Regions from separate parts of the Mus musculus genome. Here all the other regions are linked to region 3. A link is a contact called in public HiChIP or PLAC-seq and promoter capture Hi-C data. All regions are on one chromosome and are shown on one strand. Each heading gives the region's core, a stretch centred on a gene start, on an enhancer-like site or on the middle of the called end of the contact. The rest is flanking DNA. Distances are from core to core; before and after follow the strand shown. Region 1 overlaps Pomp (proteasome maturation protein). Region 2 overlaps Flt1 (FMS-like tyrosine kinase 1). Region 3 holds the start of Flt1 (FMS-like tyrosine kinase 1). Region 4 holds the start of Slc46a3 (solute carrier family 46, member 3).

Region 1 (2,700 bases), core at 104-2,603, 150 kb after region 3:
TCTCACCAGAAACTTTAACTGGCCTCCTAGAACTTGCTTTGTAGAACATGCTGGCCTTGAACTCCCAGGGATCTGCCTCGCCCCACATCTTTCCTCACTTGTCTGCTGGTACAGGTTGAGCTGCTGGGAGCCATTGTTCCCTATGTCTGTCACTTTGCTTCCTTCTCTGAGCCAGTGTCTTCTGGCTCCGGCCTGTGCGGGGTTTGCTCCTGAGCAGGGCAGACATTTTCTCACCCCAGCTTCTCCCTTTTCCCTGTATTTTTATAGACCTTAAATTGGTGTCCCCTTCCTCTCTGAAACCCATTTGCAACTCTGTGGTTCCTTCTGTCTGTCACCTGAGATGCTGGTGGTGTTGGGGGCCAGCTTTGTTCTCTCTCCTGTTTCCTGCCTGTACTCTGTGCTGTTGACTTTCTCTAACTCTCCTGACCTGTTTTTCTGGTTGGAAGGCCCACAGGCATCTTGGATTTCACAGGGGGTATGTAGAATAACTCATTATCCTTCACCTTGTGGGTGAATGGGCTTCTGTCTAAGGACGTTGAAGTGTTTGTCTTGTCACCCTCACCCTAAAGATCTGGTTCTTACCAGATCTCCATGCCACCCAGCCCCCTTCCCCCAGAGTGACTGTAAACCTCTCACTGTGTCCTGCTTCTCACTTTGCCCTCTAGATAAAGCCCAACTGCCTGGTGGATCAACATCTGCCTCCTGCTTTAGACTTCCATGCATTTGTTTCCTGCTACTCAGGATCGGTTCTCTGGCCTAGCGAGACCTTGAGTCTTGCAGCCAGTGCTATGAGTGCCATTGATTTTATAGGTGTGAGATTCTGGAAGCTACTTTTAGGACTTCTTTGCAAGAATACAACTCTAGCTGGGCGTGGTGGTGCACGCCTTTAATCCCAGCACTCGGGAGGCAGAGGCAGAGGCAGGCGGATTTCTGAGTTCGAGGCCAGCCTGGTCTACAGAGTGAGTTCCAGGACAGCCAGGGCTACACAGAGAAACCCTGTCTCAAAAAACCAAAAAAACAAAAAAAAAAAGAGTACAGCTCTAAAATGGCTTCAAATGAGAAGACCTGAGTCTTGAGTGTTTTAGACTAATCTAAATCTCAGTCTCACACTAATCTGAAAACTCGAGAGTAGCAGTCTGAAGCACATTTATTGTTGCTTAAGGTTTATTTAGTCTTATTGTGTGTGTGTGTGAGGGGTTGGGGGTAGGACCTGACTCATAGGCTGTCCTTAGCCTCTGTGTAGGTGCTGGGAATCTAGCCTGGTTTTCCTGGAAGAACAGCCAGAGCTCATTGGTAACTGTGAGTCATCCCTCAGGTCTTGCCAGTGTGAAACGGAAGGCCAGTCAGGACAGCACAGGTTACTCTGAAGGTTCCCATGAAATGGCGTTTGACACAGAGCGCAGCCTCCCTCATCTCTGTCTTTGCCTTGGTTTGAGCTGCATATTGCTAATAAAACTGAAGGTCTGAGTTTTTAAATATCATTTTGTTGAAAATCTTTGCTCCTGTATAGTCCTTGTTTTCCTGATCCCCGTCCTTGGGTTTTGCGAGCCCTGCCTCTGATGCTCTCCACCTCGGATGCTCTCCCGGGCCCTTTGCTCTCTTCTCCGCTTAGAGGTTCCCGTTTCTATTTCTGTGTCTTCCTCCTTCTCTCTTCTCCATGCTTCCTTTTTCGGTTTTGAATGACAGCTGGAGAAGTTTTTTTCACATTGTAAAGACTAAATAACGTAGGCTGTTGGCAACTGAGAATGGGTCCCCTCACTGAGTAGTGGGGGAGGTCTCCCGTAACTGCCTCTGCAGACACTGACCACGGGATTAGTTTCCGTCTTGGTGTCACTTGCTGCTGACCACCTAACTCTTGGTAAAGTATAAAGTGATCTGCAGCTCGAGTGGCAGTGGCCACCCTGTCTGTGCACGGGCTTTGAGGTGGGTAACTTGTACTGAGCCACATGACTGGGTCTGTGATCGTCAGACGATGAATGTTTCCAGATGTTTCTGTCTGCACAGCCTGTGCCCCTTTCCCGTGTTTCACTTGGTTTCCAGTCCACACCTGTCTATTGCATGACATTGGCTGCAGTGACACTGTAACTTTAAAGGCCTCCTGAGTGAGTTTGGTCTGCATTTCCGGTTAGCACTGCGTTTGGAAGGGTTACCTTTTTTACCTCTGTGCTAAGCATTGCAGAGCAGCAACAGTGTCCTTGGCTGAGGAGAGTGACTCTTTACTCGCCAGGTCCTGTTGGAACTTGGTCTCCCTGAGCTGGAGCAAGGTGGGCTCGGGGTGGGCTTTTCATCGTGCTATCGTTTCCCCAAACAGAAGCAGCTCCCAAGCGCAGGTGGGCCTGGTGGGTTAGGTGGTGGTAGTAAGCACTGGCAGATGTGCTGGGTAAAGTTATGGTGCCAGCGCCAGCGCCATCATCAGTGCACTTTAAAACCCGGTCTGTCCCTAAGACGTGAGTTCTTATTTCCCACTGGCTGAATGACAGTTTTACTTAGTTGTATACATTCTTCAAATAAAGAGCGAAGTGCATGGTTGGCCTCCCTGAGCCTTCTGCAGCTCTCTCTTCCCTTCTCCCCAGGTTCACCGTCTCCCGTTTCTCCCGAGCTCAAACCTCTCACTGGATATTTTGAGGGGCAACGATGAGACCATTGGTTTTGAGGATATTCTTAATGGTGAGTGGCACTCAGCACTGTGGAACACTATAC
Region 2 (2,701 bases), core at 86-2,585, 160 kb before region 3:
AGATTAGTGAGAGCTGGGATGGAGAGAAATCCATGAGCCACATGGGGTAGACCAGCCTGGACAGGCCTGGCTCTGGTCTTAATCTTTAATTGCAGGGTAGAGGATATAAATTAGGGTTTATCTTTTCCTCATCAAAGAGCAAGTTAAAAAAAACAAAACAAAACCAAAAACAACAACAAAAACCCACTCTTTTCCTCCCACACACTCCTTAATAAGATACAAAAGATTGGCTAGCTACCCTTTCCTTTGTGGAGATTGGGGTCCATTAATTTGGAACTTCAACACCAAGGCCTACTTCTGAGACTGCATCACAGGGAAAAGGTAAATGTTTGCCCGGGAGTGCCCGTCTTTCCAGTGGCCTGCTGGAAAGTTTGAGTCCAGTCACAGCTCAATCAACTGCAGCACGTGGGCTGGCCATCTGGTTTGTTGTTGCGTGTATGGGTGTTTTGTTAGCCTGTATCTGTGTGTCCCCCATGTGTGCCTAGTGCTTCCAGACAGCAGAAGAAGGCGTCCCCTGCAAGAGCAGTCAGTGCTCTTCATTGCTAGACCCGAGAGCCAGGCATTTGAGCCAGGAAAGGTAGGTAGGAAGGTAAGTGGCCAGGCTTGGGTGGCCTTCGGCTTAGAGAACCACTGAGGTCATCTCTACCAGTCCACTGTACAGCCGGAGCCCAGCGATTCCGAAATGATGCAGAACGGAAGGAAGAACTGCCTGACGGATCAAGCCGCAGGGGATTGTGGAAACATCTACAAGTGAGACGTGGGTAATGGATGCAGCAGGATGCAGACAATCCTGATTGTAGAAGTTTGAATTCTCAGGGTTACAGACAGGACTGTGTTCCCTTGCTAGCCCAGGGACCAGAAACGGGACGTGTTGTCTCGTGAGTCTGTGGACACGTCCCAAATCGTCCTTCACAGCTGGACACACCTGGCTCCTTTCCATCAAGGCCCCATATTTCTCAGGCTCAGCCTGCCTGTTACACGAAGCCCCAGTCTTCCTTGTCACAGAGCCTGGGGTTCATATGCCTAATATTGTGACCCCTCTTCTCATCCCTGGGTGTGGGGTGGTTGCTTTTCTGCCATGCCTGAACACTAGGAGGCCAGGTAGCCTTAAACACCCACCCACCAAGCATCCCACCGTCCCTGGCATCCTCCTCCCCCACCCCTATCTGGCTTCCTTACTCTATCTTCATGGAGGCCTTGGGCTTGGTCTCAGTCCAGGTGAACCGCTTCAGCAAGGGGGAGCCCAGCAGAGTGCTAGTGTCCAGCTGATAGTCCTGTGGGATGAGGAGAGAAAGATGATTCATTTGCTTGGCCAAGCAGGCTCCACAGTGACTCTGGGAAGACACTGGGAGGCACCACTGAGGTGTGGCCCAGTGCTGCCCTCAGCAAACACAGCCCCCCGCCTGTCAGCACCGTGCCTGTTCCTTGTACTGACATCGGTGAGCTCGTCAGAGACAAAACAGTGCCTGTCGTGGGCAACTTTACCACCCTCCTTCCAGAAGGTGAAGAAAATAAGAAGGAATTGCAGGGTCTGAGGAGATGGCTCAGTGGATTAAGTGCTTACGGGGCACACATGAGAACCTCAGAGTTCTCATAAAAGGCAGGCATTGTGACTCAGGTCTGTCATCCCAGCCCTGGGGGCAGGAGGTGGGGATGGAGACAGGCACGGCCTGGAGCTTGCTGGCCAGCTACTCTAGCTCAACTGTGAGCTCCAGGTTCCTTGAAAGATCCTGTCTTTAAAAACAAACCAATTAATCAACCACAACCCCAGTAAGATGAACAATTGAGAAAGACACCCAACCTTGGCCAATGGATTCCACACATATATTGGGGGGCAGGCACATATGCACAGAGGTGCACACAGCATGCACGTAGACATACACACACATACATGCAATGGAAAATTGCATGTAACTGCTTGGTATTTTCCGTGTGAAATTTTCATGCAAATTATCATATGTTAAATTATCATATATGCAAATTATCATATATGTTAAAACAAAGCTTGGTGTCTGGCTATGAGTATACTATTGCACGTAAGATTTCAAGGAAATTATAGATGTGGTTGAATAATTTTCTCTTGGAGAGTCTCTGGCATCTGCCATGTGTACATATTTTAGATGCACATTTGCATATGCATGTTTGCATATGCATGCTTGCATATGCATATGCCCTATTTGCCATAGTTTCTAGGAGCTGTGGTCCAGTCATCCCCATCATGGAATTTTCCACCTGTCCTTCAGTACTGTTACTGCTGACGTGGAGGGGACTCCACACTTGGTTCCTCCCTCCCTCTGAGGCTCTTCCTGGGCCATTTGAACACCGGTGAGGACCCAGGGCGGCCAAGGTGCTGTCATCGTCTGCCCCACTTTAGGGGTAGCCTAACCCAGAGAAATTCTGAGGTTCACTCAGTGTTATTCCTGGAACTTGAACCACCCTACTGAGCCACAGCACAAAATTTCTAACTACATTATCATGGACTGCATCCTACCACTTACAATGGAGATGCCTTTATATTTTGAAGTCACTGTGACCCTTTATCGTGTGTGTCTATGAGGTTCAGGTCATATTTATCTTTTATGTGTGTGCACTTGCATGTATGTCTGGCACTTAAGACTAGGGCTTCCTGTCTCCTGGAACTAGACTTACAGGTGGCTGTGAGCCCCCATGTGGGTTCTGGGACCTGAACTGGGATCCTCTG
Region 3 (2,700 bases), core at 7-2,506:
CTCCACATTAAATGCTCCTAAAATCTGCCGGCCCCTGATCGGTCGCCCCCCCCCCCCCGCCCCGCGCTTTTCATATCCTAGAGAACGCTGATTTAGGAGGTCGCAAACTTCACCTACTACTTAAACCACAGCTTTCAGTCTAAATTGTCAGGTGGTTTTGTTTTTTTGTTTTTTCTTCTAGATTCATAACCTAAAGGTAGGGCTTAAAATTCCAAAACTTGCTGCCGGGTCGCTTTGGGTCACTCACTCACTCCGAGGACCTGGACCGCACACCCGCCCCACACCGCGGAGGCCCCACCCGGGAGACGGCGCTCCGCGAACTGCTGGGAAGAAACCCTGCAGACTGTGCGTTCCCCAGCTTCCTCCGGACGGACCCAAGCGGGTACGGGAGTCAGAGCTGGCCCTTCTCTGGGCTCCATCTGCTCGCCGCGGGCACGGGACCCCTCCCAATTTCGTCCTCCTTTGCTCTGGTGGAGCGAGCTCATCGCTAACGACCCCACCTCTGTCCAGCCCCGGGCAGCCTCTCTGACATCTAGCTTGCTCCAACTAGCCCTTGAGGACTCTGCTGCAGCCTAGGAGCAGGCTCTGGATGCTGAAAGGTCCACCCGTGTGGTGATCTGCACTCCCAGAGTCTAAGGAGTGAGCGCCTACCCGGGAACCCGGTAGGGGACTAGCGGCTCCGGCTACACCCGGCAGGCACTCTGGCTCTGACCCCAGCGTGGAGCTAAGGAGAGTCTAAGCGGTGATGCCAACTTCCAGCGGCGCCCACTTGGGGGGTGGAGGGGAAGACGTGTGTCCCGAGGCGTACCCGCTGCTACAAGTGTCCCCGGCTCCCGCCGGAGCTCGCTTCCCCCGGACCACCCCGTGGCTGCCCATCCCCGCCGAACTCCAACTCATGGTCCCTGGCGCGCCTCACCTGTGAGAAGCAGACACCCGAGCAGCGCGTAAGGCAAGACCGCGGTGTCCCAGCAGCTGACCATGGTGAGCAAGACGCGGCCTGTTGGCCCGGTGCCCGCGCTCTCCGAGGCCGACGGCGCAGCCGCTCGAGCCGGTCCCCTCCTGCTTCTGCTTGGCGCCGCGAGAGCCCTTCTCCGCGCCTGCAGCCGAGGGGGGTGGTGTGGGGGGATCCTCGCCGTCCCGCGTCCGCTAGCCGCTGCGCTTGAGTCCCGGAGCCCGCTCCGAGCAGCAGCCACCACCACTAGCACTACCTCCCGGGAGTGTCCGCCACCGCGCTCCGAGCCTCTCAAGGACCTCGCTGAAGTGCAGCCGAGGGCGGGGGCGATTTATAACCTTTCCCCAGCCCACTTCCTACCCCGGCACCTCCTTCCAGTGACGTCAAGGGGTCCCCCACCCCTCATCCGCCTCCCCACCTACCCTCTTCTTCCTCCCGGAGGGGCGGGGGCCGGCGAGGGCGGGTAGCCCGGGGGCCAGAGCGCGCGTGCGGTGGCGCTAGGCGCGCGGGTCGCCGGACAGGTTCGCAGGTTCAGGGTCCTTGCTCTGTGCTCTGCTGCCCCAGCCCCTCCTGCCCATCGCTCTCAGGAAATCCTTACCCAGCTCCCTCCACCGAGCTTACTCAGCTCTGGTGACCGCCCGAAACTGAGGAGGGGACCGTCTAAGTGCACCGCCCTGCCCCCGGGGCGGGAAGTCTTATCCTAGGGAAGCTGGCCGCGCCTCCCGCGACGGTGTCCCTGGCACCGAGGAACGAGGCGCAGTCGAGCCCTCTCCCGAGCGGTCCCGCCGGTCCCTGACCCCGCCAGACTGTTGCCAGACAGCGAAGGAAGGCGCCAGAGACCCTCCGCTTAAGGCACTTGGACCCGGAGCGTCCGAGGGAACCGGACGCCTTGCCAGGCACCTTCGGAAAGAGCGCGGGGCCGCGCGGGTCCCAAGGGAGGGAGTCTGTGTCTTTTTCGGCTGCATTAATGCACCCGCCCAAGCCATTTCCTCAACCCTCTGCTTCCTAGAAGCAAAACAAGGAATAACATGTTACCTTAAAAAAAAAAAAAAAAAAAAAAAAAAAAGCCAAGGCGTGAGACACGCTCCTGCAACTTGTAAGGGCCAAGAACTTGAACTCTAGGTCTGAAACGCTGGATGGAAAACAAATCTTTTTGGTGGAAGCCGGCTAGCCAAGATGACTGACTCGAATGTTCTTGGAACAAAAAACGGGTGAAATTAACTTGAGACACTAGATCATTTACGATGACACTAATTCCACGTTGTTCCTCAATTATGCATCCATTAACTGGAAGGCTGAAGTCGTCCCGGCCTCCCCGGAGCAGCCCAGTCTTGTCCCTGTAAATACTGCAGGTTTGAAAAATAGCCTCAATAGAACCTGCCAGATACCCGTGATAAAATGGCTCCTAAATGGGACCAGAGGCTTTTCCTGAAGGACTAGACTAAACCTCCGGTAGGGAAGGTTGCGCAACCTGAGTTGCCTCATTCCTAAGAGAGTCTGGGCCACCACCACCCGCAGCTCTACTAGGGCACCGGGAGCCTCTGAGCCAGGGCAAGTGAGATTCCTTTTCTCCTTCATGGTCTAGCAGAAGGGAAAGACCGCTGTGAGCCTAAGCTCACCTGCGGACTTCCCCAGCCAATTCTGATTTCTCTACAAGCTTCCACTAGGGTCAGTATTCCTGCCCTCTGCCTCCGGCGCCTCAAATTGCTCTCCAATCAGGAATCATGCAGGATGGCCCGCACTAGGTA
Region 4 (2,700 bases), core at 32-2,531, 170 kb after region 3:
GGTGAGATTGTAGTGAGATTTCCTAAGGATAAAAGAGTTGGTCCCACAAGGTGGGTGGGGATTGGGGACAGGAGTGGAGGTGCCTTAGAGAGTTAGAAAGAGCCAGATTAAAGGTGTCAAGAGGAACTATTAACCGAAATAGGAACAGAGAGAAGGTGGCTTAATTTCAGTGTGTGTGTGTGTGTGTGTGTGTGTGTGTGTGTGTGTGTGTGGTCACACCTTGGAGAGCCTCTTTGGTTTGGAACCTGTTTCCATTCCCTGTGACTCCAGGATGGGAGGTTTTAATTTTAATTTCTTACCTCCCGGAATGCAAAGATGGAGCTGCTTTTGTTTTGGTCACACTCAGAGCCATTGCTATTGGAAGCAAAGGTGTAGTTACCGGTTTCCTCCCAGATCCTCCGGTACACGTACTGCGCTGTCAGCGGGATGGTCAGAGTCATAGCAAACGCGTTCAGGAGAATGGCGGGCTCTATGAATGAAATCTTCATATTGCTCAAGTGGGCAGATCGAGTCTATTGCAGAGCGGGAAGCGGGAGGAGAGAAACGGGGCGAGTGTGGGGGGGGGGGATAGAAATCATCAGTTGATTTTTTATCCCAGAGGCTAAATTCTCAAAAGTGGGGAAGTTGGAACAATGTGTCATAAACAAACATTAGCAAGCAAAAAGAGTTCCAGATTTCTGAGAGAGTGCCCTTGCCGGGAGAGGGTACCCTAGTTCTCTCCGAGGAGCAGGGACTAAGTCAACCTCCGCCCCCGACTCCGCTTAGCTAATGCTCACAGTGCTGAGCAGAACAGCACCGGCCGGTTCCCATAAGGTAAACAATGAAGTTACCCGGGGACCCGGAGGTTATGTAATTACTATTATTTTGGCTGCAGGTTAAGGGCCTTGTAAAAAGCAGCTCCCGATCGGAAGGGGAGTTTAGTTTCTGTTTTCGTTTTTAAAACTCACCCCACGGTTACAGTTTTCCTGCTAGGCTAGGCACAGGTGGGACCGTAGTCGGGACTGTGTTCTCCGTTACCCAGTGCGGGGCGTAGCGCCCCCGGGTTTTCAGCACGGTTCGCCAGCTGGGAAGAGCCAAAGGAAGGGGCAGCGAGGTGGAGCTAGACCGCAACAGGGGGACGTCCCTTGGGACGGGACACTCGAGCCCTGTTAGAAGGCAAAGAGAAATAAGCGCACCTCCCGGACTCTGTTGGCCCTGGACTCAGTCCCCGCCGCTCCCCGCGCCGCCGCACTCTTGGTCTTTGGGCCCTAGTGGTGACTCGGCCGCCGAGCATCATCACTCTGCCAAGAGCTGGCAATCTTCGGCCGGAGCTGTCACCCGCTTCCCTAGCTCGCTTGTGATTGGGTATGGCGGCCGGCGCCCCCGTAGCGATTGGTCTAGCGCAGTGTCATTCTCTTGCACCCGCCCCCGAAGGTTCAGCGGCTGAATCTCCCCGAGTTGCTGGGCAAGTTGGGTGATCCCGGCAGCTCTGCGAAGGTTCTGCTAAGCGTATCTGGATAGGATTATTGGTTTTCGCTGAAGCGCCGTGGAGTCATAGGTATCTGGATCGAGAGTTCGAGACTAGCCCAACGATATAACAAGACTCCTGTCCAAAGCAGATAATGATAATAATAATAATGATAATAATGATGATAATAATAAGTGGTTGGAAACGTCATACGCTAGGGTTGCAGTTCACTGCAGCATTCCGGTGGACCCAGCAAGCGTCTGCACAAGCAATGTGAGAGAGAAGACACTGAAAGTTCATGAGAGGAGAAGAGTTCCGAGTAGGGGAGTTGTTGGCCTTGGGAAAATTTAAACGAAATATTCACTACATTTTACGTAGTCATTTATTTTATGTGTATGCCCACGCCGAGCAGAGGTCAGAAAATGGTGCTAGAATTTGTGTTACAGGCAGTTGTGAGCTGCCCTGAGAGCGTAGAAACGGAACCCAGAGCAGTAAGTGTTCTTCATTAGTGAGCTTCTCTCCAGCCACCCCTGCTGAGTTGCGGGGGAGGGGATTGTTAAATCTCTCTGAAAGTCGGCTCTTTCTCTGTTGAGAAGATGTAAGTAAGTCTCACAAAGCCATGGCAACACCCTAGACAGTAGGACCGCCGCTAATGGCCGCCAACGCGCACAGCTGGAGCACACCTGCAGCTGATAGGGGGTTACTTCCTGAGGAAGAGAAGCAAGCTGAGAGTTCTGTGATTTGGGGACCCGTCCAAAAAAGGAAGACCTTAGGCTGGAGTGGTTGCGTCAGGAAGTGGGGGACAATCCTGCAAATGCGCCTCTTACTCTTATCTAGAGATCAAGGTCAGATGTGGGCCAGAGCCTTATTGATAAAGGAGTAACACTCCAGACTATGGGCTATTTTTGCCCAGATGAGAGTACTGGTGCAATGCTCCTAACCACTGAACCACCCTCTCTCGAGGCAGATCTGGAACAGCTTCAGAGTGGGAAGGGCGGCTAAAGGAGCTGACTAGCAGAAAAGGATATTCTGTACTGGAGAGAAGGCGATCTGATGACTCTAGATAGCCACAGAGAGAATTGAGGAAGTAACTCTCAACATCGCACTCTTGACAGTTTCACAGCACTGTACAATCTTCATATGCCTAAAATAACAAACATTGCTGCTAGCTGATCTACAGAGTTTGATTGATTTCCAACCTCTTGTTGACAATTTTTCTTCTTCTTCTTCTTCTTCTTCTTCTTCTTCTTCTT

What was found. HiChIP or PLAC-seq counts read pairs in DNA pulled down with a chosen protein or histone mark. Capture Hi-C pulls out chosen DNA fragments and counts their contacts.
Region 1: a contact with region 3 is called in an H3K27ac HiChIP or PLAC-seq map of microglia, with 6 times the contacts expected there. The contact joins the enhancer-like site here to the promoter of Flt1 in region 3. A contact is called at or near these places in 4 of 39 promoter capture datasets (3T3-L1-derived adipocytes, cranial neural crest, embryonic stem cells and 1 more), 1 of 484 Hi-C or Micro-C datasets (liver), 8 of 115 datasets of contacts at active chromatin or transcription factors (bone marrow-derived macrophages, embryonic limb bud, embryonic stem cells and 2 more) and 2 of 9 other capture datasets (adipose tissue and liver).
Region 2: a contact with region 3 is called in an HNF4G HiChIP or PLAC-seq map of pancreatic cancer cells. The contact joins the enhancer-like site here to the promoter of Flt1 in region 3. A contact is called at or near these places in 1 of 39 promoter capture datasets (the HPC-7 cell line), 3 of 484 Hi-C or Micro-C datasets (differentiating embryonic stem cells, nephron progenitors and pancreatic cancer cells), 3 of 115 datasets of contacts at active chromatin or transcription factors (embryonic stem cells, pancreatic cancer cells and stem cell-derived neural progenitor cells) and 1 of 9 other capture datasets (liver).
Region 4: a promoter capture Hi-C map of adipose tissue shows a contact between it and region 3. The contact joins the promoter of Slc46a3 here to the promoter of Flt1 in region 3. A contact is called at or near these places in 5 of 39 promoter capture datasets (embryonic stem cells, macrophages and stem cell-derived epiblast-like cells), 1 of 484 Hi-C or Micro-C datasets (embryonic stem cells), 4 of 115 datasets of contacts at active chromatin or transcription factors (embryonic stem cells and pancreatic cancer cells) and 2 of 9 other capture datasets (adipose tissue and pancreatic islet).

The regions. Positions count from the first base shown.
Region 1 is chr5:147,869,993-147,872,692 of GRCm38.p6, forward strand. It overlaps Pomp (proteasome maturation protein), which reads left to right. Exons shown (of 6, transcript NM_025624.3): 5 at 2,574-2,667. Among named protein-coding and RNA genes, the nearest start is that of Pomp, 11 kb to the left of the region's middle. Within about 2 kb of position 1,354, at least 56 of the 459 cell types and tissues checked have an H3K27ac peak or open chromatin away from gene starts, as enhancers often do. A contact at or near this core is called in bone marrow-derived macrophages, embryonic stem cells, microglia and 1 more, where this site is marked.
Region 2 is chr5:147,565,221-147,567,921 of GRCm38.p6, forward strand. It overlaps Flt1 (FMS-like tyrosine kinase 1), which reads right to left. Exons shown (of 30, transcript NM_010228.4): 29 at 1,180-1,274. Among named protein-coding and RNA genes, the nearest start is that of Gm35383, 93 kb to the right of the region's middle. Within about 2 kb of position 1,336, at least 7 of the 459 cell types and tissues checked have an H3K27ac peak or open chromatin away from gene starts, as enhancers often do. A contact at or near this core is called in pancreatic cancer cells, where this site is marked.
Region 3 is chr5:147,724,755-147,727,454 of GRCm38.p6, forward strand. Flt1 (FMS-like tyrosine kinase 1) reads right to left here and starts at 1,257. Exons shown (of 30, transcript NM_010228.4): 1 at 917-1,257. The coding sequence starts at 980.
Region 4 is chr5:147,893,534-147,896,233 of GRCm38.p6, forward strand. It overlaps Slc46a3 (solute carrier family 46, member 3), which reads right to left and starts at 1,282. Exons shown (of 6, transcript NM_027872.4): 1 at 948-1,282; 2 at 300-512. The coding sequence starts at 488.